Regions from separate parts of the Sus scrofa genome. Here all the other regions are linked to region 1. Evidence: chromatin contacts called from public HiChIP or PLAC-seq data. All regions are on one chromosome and are shown on one strand. Each heading gives the region's core, a stretch centred on a gene start, on an enhancer-like site or on the middle of the called end of the contact. The rest is flanking DNA. Distances are from core to core; before and after follow the strand shown.

The links. HiChIP or PLAC-seq counts read pairs in DNA pulled down with a chosen protein or histone mark.
Region 2: an H3K27ac HiChIP or PLAC-seq map of alveolar macrophages shows a contact between it and region 1. The contact joins two enhancer-like sites. A contact is called at or near these places in 2 of 2 datasets of contacts at active chromatin or transcription factors (alveolar macrophages and skeletal muscle).
Region 3: an H3K27ac HiChIP or PLAC-seq map of alveolar macrophages shows a contact between it and region 1. The contact joins two enhancer-like sites. A contact is called at or near these places in 2 of 2 datasets of contacts at active chromatin or transcription factors (alveolar macrophages and skeletal muscle).

What each region holds. Positions count from the first base shown.
Region 1 is chr16:46,490,425-46,495,014 of Sscrofa11.1, forward strand. The region is part of intron 2 of PIK3R1 (phosphatidylinositol 3-kinase regulatory subunit alpha); the gene reads left to right. Among named protein-coding and RNA genes, the nearest start is that of PIK3R1, 58 kb to the left of the region's middle. Within about 2 kb of position 2,502, at least 7 of the 83 cell types and tissues checked have an H3K27ac peak or open chromatin away from gene starts, as enhancers often do. A contact at or near this core is called in alveolar macrophages and skeletal muscle, where this site is marked.
Region 2 is chr16:46,198,539-46,202,692 of Sscrofa11.1, forward strand. No RefSeq gene overlaps it. Among named protein-coding and RNA genes, the nearest start is that of PIK3R1, 230 kb to the right of the region's middle. Within about 2 kb of position 2,878, at least 5 of the 83 cell types and tissues checked have an H3K27ac peak or open chromatin away from gene starts, as enhancers often do. A contact at or near this core is called in alveolar macrophages, where this site is marked.
Region 3 is chr16:46,055,311-46,060,102 of Sscrofa11.1, forward strand. No RefSeq gene overlaps it. Among named protein-coding and RNA genes, the nearest start is that of PIK3R1, 380 kb to the right of the region's middle. Within about 2 kb of position 3,396, at least 7 of the 83 cell types and tissues checked have an H3K27ac peak or open chromatin away from gene starts, as enhancers often do. A contact at or near this core is called in alveolar macrophages and skeletal muscle, where this site is marked.

The DNA of each region.
Region 1 (4,590 bases), core at 1,252-3,751:
AATTATTCTCATGTCACAGATGAAGAAACCGAGGTTCAAGTTAATTAGCATACCCTAAGTGGCAAAACCAAGATTAAAACCCAGCTGTCTTTGGCTTTAAACCTAACAGTTTTAATAATTTATCCACTACTGATTAAACAGGTGTGGTCCAAAATGAAGGAACTCAGAATTGTTTTGTTTGCGGTTTTTAGATGCATTATCTTAGCCAGCATTCGTTATGGCTTTGCCCATAGAACTTGAGAAGTTTAAACGTTCAAGATATTAGCCATATAGGCATAAAGTATGAACGTGCTTATAAGGTGTATTTAAGGAAAGTATTTGGGGTTTTTTTAGATTTTTGCCCACCAGAATGTACATTTTTTTCATTTGAAAGAATGAGGGAGATTGTGTCAGACAGGAGTAAAGTTTTGATTGAGCAACAGTTAAAAGACAAGCATCTTAATTTAATATTGATCCACACTTTGCATATACTTTCTGTGTATTTGTGTTACATTTTAAAAGGTAAGTGGCAGTTTTTTATGTACTTCCAAGCTCCTTCCATCAGTAATGAAATACTTGGCTTGGGCAGTCTCTGGAGTCCAGAATTTCAGCTTAAATTTTCCATTCATCCGTGCCAGGCAGTAACTCTAAAATATCTTTTTTTTTTTTTTTTTTTTTTTTTTAATGGAGAAGGCTCCAAAAGGTGCAGCTGTGTGCTGGTTTCATCTTGCACTTTGTAGCGGTGTTGGCACCGTTTACCGTGAGGAATGCCACTGTCTCCCACACGCCACTGGTGCCCAAGGACTGTTCAGGCCTGTCCGTGTTAGTGGTATGGGAAGGGCCTAAGTTGGGAGAGAAGGGCTCTTCTGTTCCATGTGATTGGTTGTCACCAGGGCAAGTGGGGAGGGGAGAGCGGAGTGGGGAGACCTAGTGGAAAATGCAGCTCTGATGTGTCATCAAAAATTTCTTCTGCAACCTGGGACACCTCGTTCACTGGTGTCCTTGTTAAGGACCAATTCCCCTTTTCCTTTGAAATAATACATGTCTTGGCTTCACCACCGCTTTTAGAGCCTTCTGCTCTTCTTGTCTTCTTTCTCCTTAAGCGATACAGATTTCTTCTGATGAAAAATGATTCCCCAAATGAAAAACTGATGTTGGACTGAAGTAGGGGAGTTGAAAATTCACCCAGAGTTTTAAGAGTAGACTTGGCTATCCAGACATACACACTGGCTACAGCCAGATTTAAAAAAAAAAAAAAAAATTCTTCATTCAGGTGTAAAAGTCTGTCTGGAAGGCGAAATCAAGTGAGAATTGATGTGTCAACTTGATGAGAATCATGCTCTGGTAATTTGTGTTTTGTTTGATAGTCGCCATATATAATCTCTGTATATTTAAATATGCATATTTAGTTATATCACATTTTAGTTTATTGAACTGTGTGATATGGTACTTTATCATGGACTTTTCAGAGGACAACTTGCCAAATTTGGTACTTCCTAGCAACTGTCATTTCCTGTTGGAATTTCCTAAGGTGGGATCTAACAGAAATGTAAATATTGACCTTGTATATTTGATAAAATTAAAGGAATGGTGGATTTTAGGGTTGTTGAAATAATTAGTATTTTGCTTTAGAACGGCATTTTCGACTTTCGCTGCTAATTGATCCTGGTGCCCAAAGTGGAAAATGTGAACTTTAAAGGCTTCTTGTGTAGTGCTTCCTCATTCCCTATGTTTAAACATTTTAAAGGGGAAATGGATTGAATCATAGATATTGTGCTAGAGAATAGGAAATCCTTGAATTGTTACTTTAAAAAGTCTTCTCTCTTTGTAAAATTTACCTTTTAACATTCCCATGGCAAAACTTTGATCAGGTAGGATGGATTTCTCTACTTGGGTAATATACTTTCTTCAATATTAAAAATTCAGTGATATGTTCAGTCAATATAGTACAAAAGGAGTACCTGTACTCCACACTATATGGTCTAGTTTTTTCTTATTAAAATATTCCAGGGTGCACTTTGTGAGGTGTTGTTGCAAGGACCTGGTCGCCATCACAATGCTTTTTAGAAACTTCATGTAGCATTTGAATGAGTAAAACCAGTGGTATTTTGCAGCTCAGGATATGGAAAGGTAACTACCATATTTGCCAGAGACACATTGAAAGGCTAAGGAAATAAGGTAGTGTGCCCCCCACCCCCACCTTCTTCAAGCTGAAGTGAAGAAATAAGAGCAGTAGAAACAACTTTATATGTAGTATTTGCCAACCCAGTAATAGAACAACTGTCAGATGCATATTTCAATCACTGTTAAGTGAAATCTCTAATTATCACTTAACTTCCATATTTGCCTGCAGAAATGATTGTGTTGATAAGATTCTACAAGGCGATAAACCTTGATTAAGTAATTCCATTTTCAGTTGCCAACTTTATTAAAAAAAAAAATGCCTGTGTAATTTATGAAGAACAGGAAGGAGGAACTAGGCATGTTGGTTGGACGAGTGTTGTGTGGATTTGTGGGTTCCTGTGTTTGCTGTTTAGCTTTTAGCTTTCTGGACCTTGGCATGTGCTGTGAGCTCTGTAAGTTTGAGAGGACCATGGAGAAACACTACAGTGAGCCCCCATTAGTAACATGTCCCTACCTTTATGTTTTCCTTCTGTCACCTTATGCTGCTGGGATGATATTTTGCACAGTGTAGAAAGCATTTACGGGGGAGGAGGTTTTTGTGAGCTGATCAGCTCAGGCAAAGGGAAGTAGTTGATCATTTGTCAGAGGAAATGAAATGTTGTGCTCTTTCATTTTCTAGTATTTCTTGTTTTAAATCTTAACCGTGCTTTCAATGCTCAAGACTACAAACCTTGCAAGGTATTGGTGTTTCTAGCACTTTTTCAGGTATCCTCATATTTTTATAGATTTTGGCCGAAGTTATTGCTGGATTTTTGTCAGGCAGGGGGTGAGGGTTACCCAGATGGATTTGCTTCTCCTAATAGCATGTCCTAAAATGTACTGTTAACCCAAAACAGATTGCTGGTTCCCTTCCTGGCTCTCCTGATTCAGGGAGTTTGTGGTCGTACCCAGGCATCTGTCTTCCACAGGTTCTCCCCGTGATCCATTGGTGCAGGCAGGCGGGGGAAAAACACGGGTGCGGTGATGTTCCCACTCAGCTCTCCTCATCGTGACCATCATTATGGCATCTAGCGGCATATCTGTCCTGCCTTTATGCCTTTGTAAAATGTGTTTGAGTGCTGTTGCCATGGGACAAAGTGGCCCAGGAAACTGAGTGATAACCTTTGTATGCCCTGAGTTCAGGTGCTGAAGCCCATGTCTGGTTCCTTGTTCTCGGGGACAGCTTTATCATGGGCTCTTTGTAGCACAAAGTCAACTTGGGAATCTTTTAGCTACTGTTGGCAAAATTTGCCCTGGCTCAGATTATAGGCTTCTTCAATACCGTGGTCACCAGCCAGATAGACCTATTTCACTTTAAATCAGTAAGTATTAAAAAATTCACTTCCTCCTTTGCAGTAGCTCCACTTTCAAGTGCTCAGCAGCACCTGTTGGGTGGCACAACTAATAGAACATTCCATCATCACAGCAGGTTTTATGGGAGGGTGCTGCTCTACGATTTCCTTCCGTAACATAGCTCTTCTCCTTTTATCGTGGGCAGTTAGAATGGCTAATAGAGTTAGGTGGCAAGATCACATTATAGTCTATCTCAGGGAATACTGCAACCTAAAGGGGTCTTAGAGTCTAGGGTTTGGGTTTTCAAAATGACAGAAATGAGGTTAAAATTTAACAACATAAGCTGACTTTACTCTTGTCTTGTGAATCTGTTCTTTTCCCATGCTGACTCAGTACTAGAAAGATGGGCTTCATTAGACATTTGCTTATTAACCTGGTACGTGGCTTATAATAAAGAATCACACCACTAAGATCTCATTGAGATGACGTTGTCAGTATTCAGTTTTTCTTAGATTATATAAACTATTCCTAGATAAAAGTACATACCTTTATGAACCTTAAGTGTCTAAAAGTTTATTGATGGCTGATAAACAGACTACACATGTAGCTATTTTCATTTACTCATTTACTCATATTCTGCAGTTTGAGGAATTTGACATGAGTCTATTTAGCTCCCTCTTCTGGTATATTATGAGAAAAATATTTTTACTTAAGATGGTTTCATGTATTTGTGGAGTAAAGATACAGTTACCAGTGTAAGGTTGAAGGACATTATTTGTGTCATCCAATTGGATTTTATTTCTTTTGTATCGTTGGGTAAAACATGTAGGTAAAGCATGGAAAAACAGTTTACGAAGGCATTACATTTCTTAAGATGGTAACTGACCAAAACATACGTAAGCAGATAAAGGCTTTTCTACAGCACATGCACAAGCACTCCATTGAATGTCAAGTGGCGGGGGGGTCATTTGTACTGGCTTTGTCTCTGATAGTAAGCTCACCCCCACATTTGTGGGACTTGGGGCAAGAGCACAGAAGGAGGCCCAAGTGACCCTGTGTCTAAATATTTTAAAGTTATAAATCACAATAACAGATGTTTAGTAAAATCTGTTCTGGCCCCCTACCTGGACAGTGATTTCTTCACAATGACCAGGA
Region 2 (4,154 bases), core at 1,628-4,127, 290 kb before region 1:
TATCAGTTGCACAGAGCCTATAGGTCAGTGCCTTGCCATCACTAGACATTAACAAAAGTTTTCTTTCCTGTTATTTTATATCATAGAAAATTCAAAACAGATATGAAAGTAGAGACAATAAAAAATGATACACTTCCAGGCACCATTACCTAACTTCACCAAATATCAACTGAAAGCCAGTTTTATTTCACTTGTATGCCTATGCACTTTTTCATTACCCCATGCATGGGTTACTTTGAAATAAACACATGAGATCATATCATTTCACTTACAAATATTTTAGTGTATGTCTAAAAGTTAAAGACTTAAAAAAATACTGTTAAGACTATTATCATGCCTTAAAGACTCTATGACAAGAATTCATTATATCAAATAGGTAGGCAGTTTTAAAATTTGTCTCATTGTCTCATAATTTTTATATAATTATTTTATTGAATTATGGTTAATTTGTAATGTTAGTTTCCAGTGTACAACAATGATTCAACATCTTTCAGGTCTTACTCCATTAAAATTTTTTATAAAATATTGGCTGTATTCCCTGTGCTGTACAACATATCCTTGCAGCTTATTTATTTTATACGCAATAGTTTGTACCTTTTCATCCCAACCGCTATCTTGCCCCCTTCTTCCCTACCCCCCTGGTAACCACTAGTTTGCTCTCTGTACCTGAATTTGTTTCTGTTTTCTTACATTCATTTGTTTGTTTTATTTTTTAGATTCCATGTATGAGTGATAATAGGCAGTATTTGTCTTTGTCTGAATTATCTCAGACATAACTTTTGTTTTAATTAGCTTCAAAGTCATTGTATTTCAGTGACTCATTTGTCTCTTAAGTCTCTTTTCAACTATATTAAAAGTATCCAATAGTAGCCATACATGGAATATTAAATTTAAAATGTAAAAAAGCAGCAATAATTGTAATAATATTTTTGATTACAGCAATATATGTAAGACATTGTCATTTTGGCACACAATGTGTATAAAAATTATTACTTTGGGGAGTATTGACTCTCCAAAATTTGGTGTGGGTTTTGCATTTATGGCACATCTCAATTTGAACTTGCCACTTTTCAGGTGCTCAACACCCATATATATTTAGTACTTACTAACTGGACACTGTAGATGTTTCTGGTAATCAAAGGAAAAGAACATGGAAAGGGTTTTTATGTAACTCTTCCTTACCAACGGATAAGAAGAGGATTACCAACAGTGGGACAAATATATATTAGAGCCTGTGTCTTCCCAGAGCTTGAGACAGACATGCATGTGCCCAATTTCTTTGAAAATGTGATCCTTTAGAGCAGAGGTGCATGGCAGGGGAGGAGAACATTGAAGAAGGGAAAACCTGTGCAAAAAAATGTTGTAGGCTTGGCTTCTGATATAGGAAGCTGATGGTTCATTCTGCTGGGACTTTCTGAGGACTCATAAAAAGGGTCGCAAAAGGAATCACATAGAGCAAACAGGAAAGTATTTGTGTTCCATCCACCAGTGCTAAAGGAAGGACCCTAGGCATTATCACTTTCATTCTTCTGGTTGTGAATGTATAAGCAGCGTCTCCAGTTTTGCAGCGTCTCCTTCCAGGAGAGGAAGCCAGCAGTATCTAACTAGAGCAGAGACCAAGTGCTGGGCAGTTCTGACCCCTGAGAGCTGTGCTGATAGATCAAAGCCTGCAGGGAATAAGTTGCCCAATGCAGCAGTGGCTAGAATGAGAATACAGCCAAGAGGATTCTGGAGGGAACATGGCAGATGTCCAAAGAATACACTTGTAACTTGAAAGTAAACATATGTTAGATGAAAACCATTTACCACGGAGATCTGATGACCATGACAAGAACATGGCGGGGGGCACAATTCAATAAGGATCAGAACAGTCAGAAAGAGAATAATATTAGGAATATAGATCCAACTAAACTCCATTATCTACTCTTTTTTAAAGTCTCAATAGCATTGAGAACTATGTCTAGATACTCATGTTGCAACAGAAGAAAGGGTGGGGGAAAAAACTGTAAATGCAATGTATACATCTAAGGATAACCTGACCCCCTTGCTGTACTGTGAGAAAATTAAAAAAAAAAAAAAGTCTCAGTTTCTTCAAATGTAATCAACAATATCTAACATTGCAGCCAGAATATATAATGTCCCAGTTTTCATTCCAGTATGTGTATACCTTAATTGTGTTAGTGTGTTTTTCTGGAATTAATCAGATTTTCACAAGGTGGACAATAGCCAGTCAGTGCCTAGACATCATATCCACTTAGTAAACATCACGTCTCCAACACTAGTAGTTGAGAAAATTTTGTAAAGCCATTTTTTCAGAGCTAGACATGACCTTAGAAAGGGACATGTCAACTGGTACCACTAAGTGATAAAAGAATTCCCTGAAGATCCTTTGTAAGAAATAGGCTTGTAACATGTGCTGCCTCCAGAGGATAAATGAGAAACACCTGGCTTAGTTTTGTAATGTCCCTTTGTCTCAATCCTTACAGTTGTCCTAAAGCTAAGTAGCTAATCCAACCTCTGCCAGTAAGTGCTGTTACCTAAAGTGAGACTCACATTAACCGAAACATTAAGTTCAAGGATGCCAGGTTCTATAAAACACCTTTTACCAAATCTATACTTTGAAAACAGTATGATCTCACTTACCTACCTTGCTACCATCCTATAGCAGATAAATCATCTGCCAGAGTGAGATTTAACTATGCTTTAAAATGTCTGTGATGGCTATAAAAGAAATTGTGTTCCTAAACACCACACACGTTATAGGATCTCACTCTCCTTATATGTCAAATGCTGACGGGGAAGGAGGGGAAAAGGCCATGTGGCGGGGGGAGGACGAAGAGGAGTGTCCTGGGAGTTAGAGTGAAGGAGATTGAAGAGAATCTAAATGGCTGGGATGAGGAAGGAAGTGGAGAGGAGGAACAGATTTCAACATTGCTGTGCACAAGGAGTGAGTGCCTCTTAAATATTCTTCGTACCAAATTACAGAGGAAGCCACTCCTTTTTATTGAAGTATAACTGACTTACAATGTTCTGTTAGTTTCTGATGTATAGCAAAGTGATTCAATTATACATATACATATTCTTTTTCAGATTCTTTTCCATTATAGGTTATGATAAGGTAGTGAATATACCTTGCTATATAGTAGGTCCTTGTTGTTTATCTATTTTTTTTTGTAGTAGTGTATATCTGTTAAGTCCAAACTCCTAAATGATTCCTTCCTCACCACCTTACCCCTTTGGTAACCATAAGTTTGTTTTCTATGTCTGTCAGTCTATTTTAGTATTGAAAATAAGTTCATGTGTATCGTTTTTTTAGATTACAAATATAAGTGATGTCATATGATATTGATCTTTCTCTTTCTGATTTACTAGGTATGATGATCTCTACATCTATCCATGTTGCTACAAATGACATTATTTCATTCTTTTTAATAACTGAGTAATATTCTCTTACACACGAGTGTGTGTGTGTGTGTGTGTGAGTGTGTATAACACATCTTCTTTATCCATTTATCTGTCAGTGGACTTCAGTTGAAAATCAATTCTTTTTTGGAGTTCCTGTCCTGGCTCGGTGGTTAACAAATCCAACTAGGAACCATGAGGTGGCGGGTTCCATCTCTGGCCTTGCTCAGTGGGTTAAGGATCTGGCATTGCCATGAGCTGTGGTGTAGGTTGCAGACGTGGCTCAGACCCCGCATTGCTGTGGCTCTAGCACAGGCCGGTGGCTACAGCTCCAATTCGACCCCTAGCCTGGGAACCTCCATATGCCGTGGGAGCAGCCCTAGAAAAGGCAAAAAGACAAAAAAAAATTCCTTTTTAATTAATATTGACTTTTGAACTGTTCTTACTTATCGCTATGTGGGTCTTTATGTTATAGAGAATACACTAATCTCCTCCAAATGAAACCCAAGTTCAGAGAGATGTTCATCAGATGTACATTTATATGATGTAGCCCAGTTGTTGATTAACTTGGCTTTGTGTCTTAGTTTTCATATTTGTTTTAGTTCCTTTTTTCAGAGCTGCATTTTTAAAACACTTGGTTTAGCTTTGGAAATATTTCTACTGAGTGTAACAGCTATTGTGGTTAAGTTTCCACTGCATTGTTAGTCATTTCATTTCATTTGTCTGACACATATTAAGTGCCAACCATATGT
Region 3 (4,792 bases), core at 2,146-4,645, 430 kb before region 1:
ATCCTTTATTGGATATATGATTTGAAATACCTTTAATCTATCCTTTATTTTTATTTTCTTTAGTGTATCAAACAGCACAAATTAAAAAAATCCCTAAAGTATAATTTGTTAATTTTTAATATTATGATCACATTTTTGGTGTTATGTTAAAAAATCTTTGGCCAACCCAAGATCACAAATATTTTATGTTTTCTTCTGAATGATGTCCTTTTTTTTTTGATTTTACACTTAGTCCACGACTCATTTTTTAGTTTATTTTTTATATGATACAAGGTACAATTCAAAATTCATTTATTGAATAGGGATATGCAATCTTCCCAACACTGCTTATTTAAAGATATCCTTTTTTTATTTAATTATCTTTATACTTTTGTCAAAAATGATGTTTATGGATTCTGTTCTCTTCTATTGACACAATTGTTAATCTTTGTCGGTGCCATTCTGTCTTGATTAATGATGTTTTACAATAAATATTAAAATCAGATGATGATATTCTCCAACTTTGTCTTTCTTATTCTATTGTTTTGTCTATTATAGATCCTCTTAGAATTTTACAATCAGCTTGCCAATTTCTACTTTAAAAGCACAAAAATATTTGGGTCTTATTTTATGTCCAGTCTGACAGTTATTGCCTTACAATTAGGATGTCTACAGTTTTTCCATTCATTGTGAATATTGATGTGGTTAGGTATGATTCTATCATTGTGTTATTTTATATCGCTTGCATTTATTCTTTTTTCTCCTTTTTCTTTCTTTCTTTTTTTTAATTGTCTTTTTGCCTTTTCTAGGGCTGCTCCCATGGCATATGGAGGTTTCCAGGCTAGGGGTCAAATCGGAGCTGTAGCTGCCAGCCTACACCAGAGCCACGGCAATGCAGGATCCGAGCCGCGTCTGCAACCTACACCACAGCTCACGGCAACACCGGATCCTTAACCCACTGAGCAAGGCCAGGGATCGAACCCACAACCTCCTGGTTCCTAGTCGGATTCGTTAACCACTGTGCCACAACGAGAACTCCCTGTTCTCCTTTTTCTTATCTTTATTTGGATCAACTGAAATTTTTTATGAGTCCATTTTATCTCCTTTGTTGGCTTATTAGCTCTCTTTGTTTTGTTCTTTTAGTATTACTTTAGGGTTTATACTATACGTTATTAACAACAGTCTATTTTTAAGTAATATTATGTCACTTCATGTATATTTCAAGAAATTTGCAATAGTACACTTCAAGTTCCTCCTACCTGGTCTTGGTCCTCTTAGTGCATTTTAATATACTTTATCTGTTATAAACCCTAGGCTACATTGTTGTTTTTGTTTAAATAGCCAATTATCTATTGAAGCTATTTAAATCAGAAGAAAACAATCTTGCATGCTTGTACTATTTCCATTCCATTACTCTTCACTTATATGTGTAGATCCATATTTCCAGGTGCTATCATTTTCCTTTTGCTTGGAGAATCTCTTTTCATAATTCGTGTGATGTTTTACTGTTAGTGGGAAAGTGTTGTAGCTCTTGTATGACTGAAAAAGTCTGTTTTGCCTTTGTCTTTGAAGGATTTTTTCCCTCTGGTATAGAATTTTAGGTTGACATTTTTTTTTTTCCTGGATGTTGGACGCTGCCTTTTTGCATTGTTTCTTATAAAAAAAAATGTGATAATCTGCTTTATTCTTTGTCTTTATTCCTCTGTACATAGCACATCTAATTTTTTTTTGGTTGCTTTTAACATTTTCTCTTTATTACTATTTTTGAGAAATTTTCTTGTAATATGCTTTAAAGTTGCTTTTTGTTTGTTTGCATATATATGTATGTGTGCATGCACACTGGGTTTTGTGTAGCTTTTGGGTCTGTGGGGTTACAGTTTTCATCAATTTTGGAAAGAAATTTTACCATTATTTTTTCAATTTTTTTTTTCTGTCACCCCTTTCTTTCAGGTGTTCCAGCTACACATATATTAGGATACTTGGAGTTGTTCCACAGATCATTGGTATTCTTTTCAGTTTTTTTTTTTTTTATTGTTTTATCTCTTAGTGTTTTATTTTGAACAGTTTCCATTGCTCTCTCATCAGGTTTACTATTCTTTTCTTCTGCCATGTCAAACCTGAAGTTTATCCCCTGTAGTTACTTTTTCATTTCAGACATTCTGGTTTTCATCTTTAAAAATTTTATCTGTGTCTTTTTTGTATTTCTGCTTTTCAGCTTTTTGAATGTATAGAATGTAGTTATAGTAGCTGTTTGAAAGACCTAGTCTGGTAATTCTAACATCTGTGTCAGTTATGAGTTGGTTTTGATTGAGTGTTCTTGTCATTATGAGTCATATTTTTCTTCCTTTTTCCATACTTGAAGATTTTTTATTAGATGTTGGGAATTGTGAATTTTAACTTTCTAGGTGTTGGATAATTTTGTATCTCTGTAGATATTCTTATATTTTATTTTTGGATATAGTTAAGTTATTTGGATCTTTCTTTAAAATTTGTTGTATAGTTCTAGAACCATGTTTAGTTTATTTTTTATTTTCCATTATAGTTTTTCACAGTGTTCTGTCAATTTCGAGTGTACAGCAAAGTGACCCGGTAATTCTCTACTGCTAAGGCAAAACTATTCTTAGAACTCTCCCACGTCCATGTGACTTACAGAGTTTTCCACTACAGCTGTTGGGAACAGGCACTTCCTGACTCTGTGTGAGCAACGGATACCAGTCCACTAACCCTGTTGGTGACTCTTCTCCCAATCCCAGTTACTTTCATCACATATATACTTGATCAATATGCTGCTAAACTCAGGAATTGACCCTGTACGGTTCTCTAGAGTTCTCTTTCTTTGTGACTCTTTCTTCTTTGAACTCCACCTAAAGAACTCCAGCAACCCTGGTATCCCAAGACACTCAGCTCTATCTCTTCAACTCAGGGATTCTGCTAGACTACACATAGTTTCCCCTCTCTGCTCCATGACCAGGAGTCTTCCCCAGTGTTGTAAGCTTGGGCAGCCAGAGGCTTCACCTCACTCATTTCTCACATCCCAGGGATTGCATTCTTCATTGTTAATATCCAATGTCTTGGAAGTCAGTGCTTCATATAGCTTGTGTACTTTGTGCGTGTGTTGTAAGAAGAAAAATCTAGTCTACAAAATTCCAGTTTGGCCAGAAGTGGAAGCCTTAGCTTGGTATTTAATCCAGTTTGCTTCCATTTTCCAGTATCTGTGAAAAAGAGCAAGAGTTATAAATACAGACAGGGAACATAAGAGGGTAGAGGCTATACAGAATTAATAAAGTTGTAAGCCGTCAGTATATTTATGAGGTTAACACAGATGTGACCTCTTTTCAAAAGTCAACATTAAAGGCATTCCTTTTTCATATGAAAAAATTAAATGTGTATTGCACAGTACATGAAGGAGGAACTGAAACTCAGTTTGAGAAATGACTGAATTAGTCTCCATTGCTTCTCAAATATCGTAATTTTTATCTGCAAGGAGTTTGGAGGCTTGTTGTTTGGAGAATCTGCCTGTAAAGCTGTTACATCTCATTGACAAGCTGAGAAATTTCTTCTTGGTTTGGTTTAATTGTATCTTCTCTTATTTTGTACATTGTCATCATTTTAAAAGACACTGATCTGCTCCTGGATGTATTTATCAGAAGGATTCACTCTGGTAATTTCCTAAAAGAGAAACATATCTATCTGATAGACTTTTCAAGTACAGTTACTCAATTTGGAATTCAGTGGAGTAGATCCAATAGCTCCCATCAATAGTAGGAATCATCTTTCAGAGCAGTGGCACTCTGTATTTGACATGCAACAGTTCTGTGTGCTGAATTAATTCCAGGGACTTGAATACATACTTCGTGAACATGTAGAAACATTTTTGGTTCTAAAAATAATCATGGTATCTTTCATTTGCATGTGGTGTTATAAATTTGAAAACGTAAGTCCACATTCCTAAAGGCCAGGGAAACAAAAAAATATATATATAGAAAAATTAAATGCTGAACTGTATGGAAATTATTATATGAACAGTAAGAAATTAGAAGGAAAATCTGTATCATCTAGAGTGGTTCAGGGAAACTATGTGGGAGACCAAAATTGCTTAGTAGATAAAGGTGAGGAGAGACGTTCTTACAAATGATGAAAAACAGCATGAGCAAAGGCAAGGGGTTGGAAATAAGAGCAGAATACATGAAAGGAAGTGAGCTGTTAAAGAATGCTTTTGGGAAGGGCTGGGAAACTACTCTCAGATGATGAATGGCCTGCAAAGCCAAACAGAAAAATTTGTAACTAAAGCCAAAAATAACAGGAAGCCACTGTAGATTTTTGAGCAAATGACAACTATAAGTACAGCTTTATGGATATGCTGGCAGTGACATGCAAGGTGGATGACAGAGAGGATAAAGTGAGAAGAACCAGCTTGACTCTACTGGTGTCCTTCAAGTTAGGAGGACTATGTCAAGGATATGAGAAAAAAAATATAAGAGACAAAAAGGATCAGTTAATATTCTGAAGGATGAAATAAGGAGGCTTGAACTGTCCCACCTTTCACTGTTCTCTGTCTCCTCAGTGGGAGATTTCAGAAGCAGGGATGAGGAGTGAAAGACAGAGGTGTGTATCTGCCCCATTCTCTCATGTCACCTTATGTAGATGCTCACTCAGCTTCTCAGTCTCCTTGGATGCTGTCTCTATGGTGAACTGACCTTCCCCAAGAAGGGATAGAGCATAGCGTGGTGCTTACATGCATGAAGATTAGACCATTGCTACTTTTTTCCCTTCTGAAAATTGAATGAACATTTTAAAAGTCAAAATTGAGAAA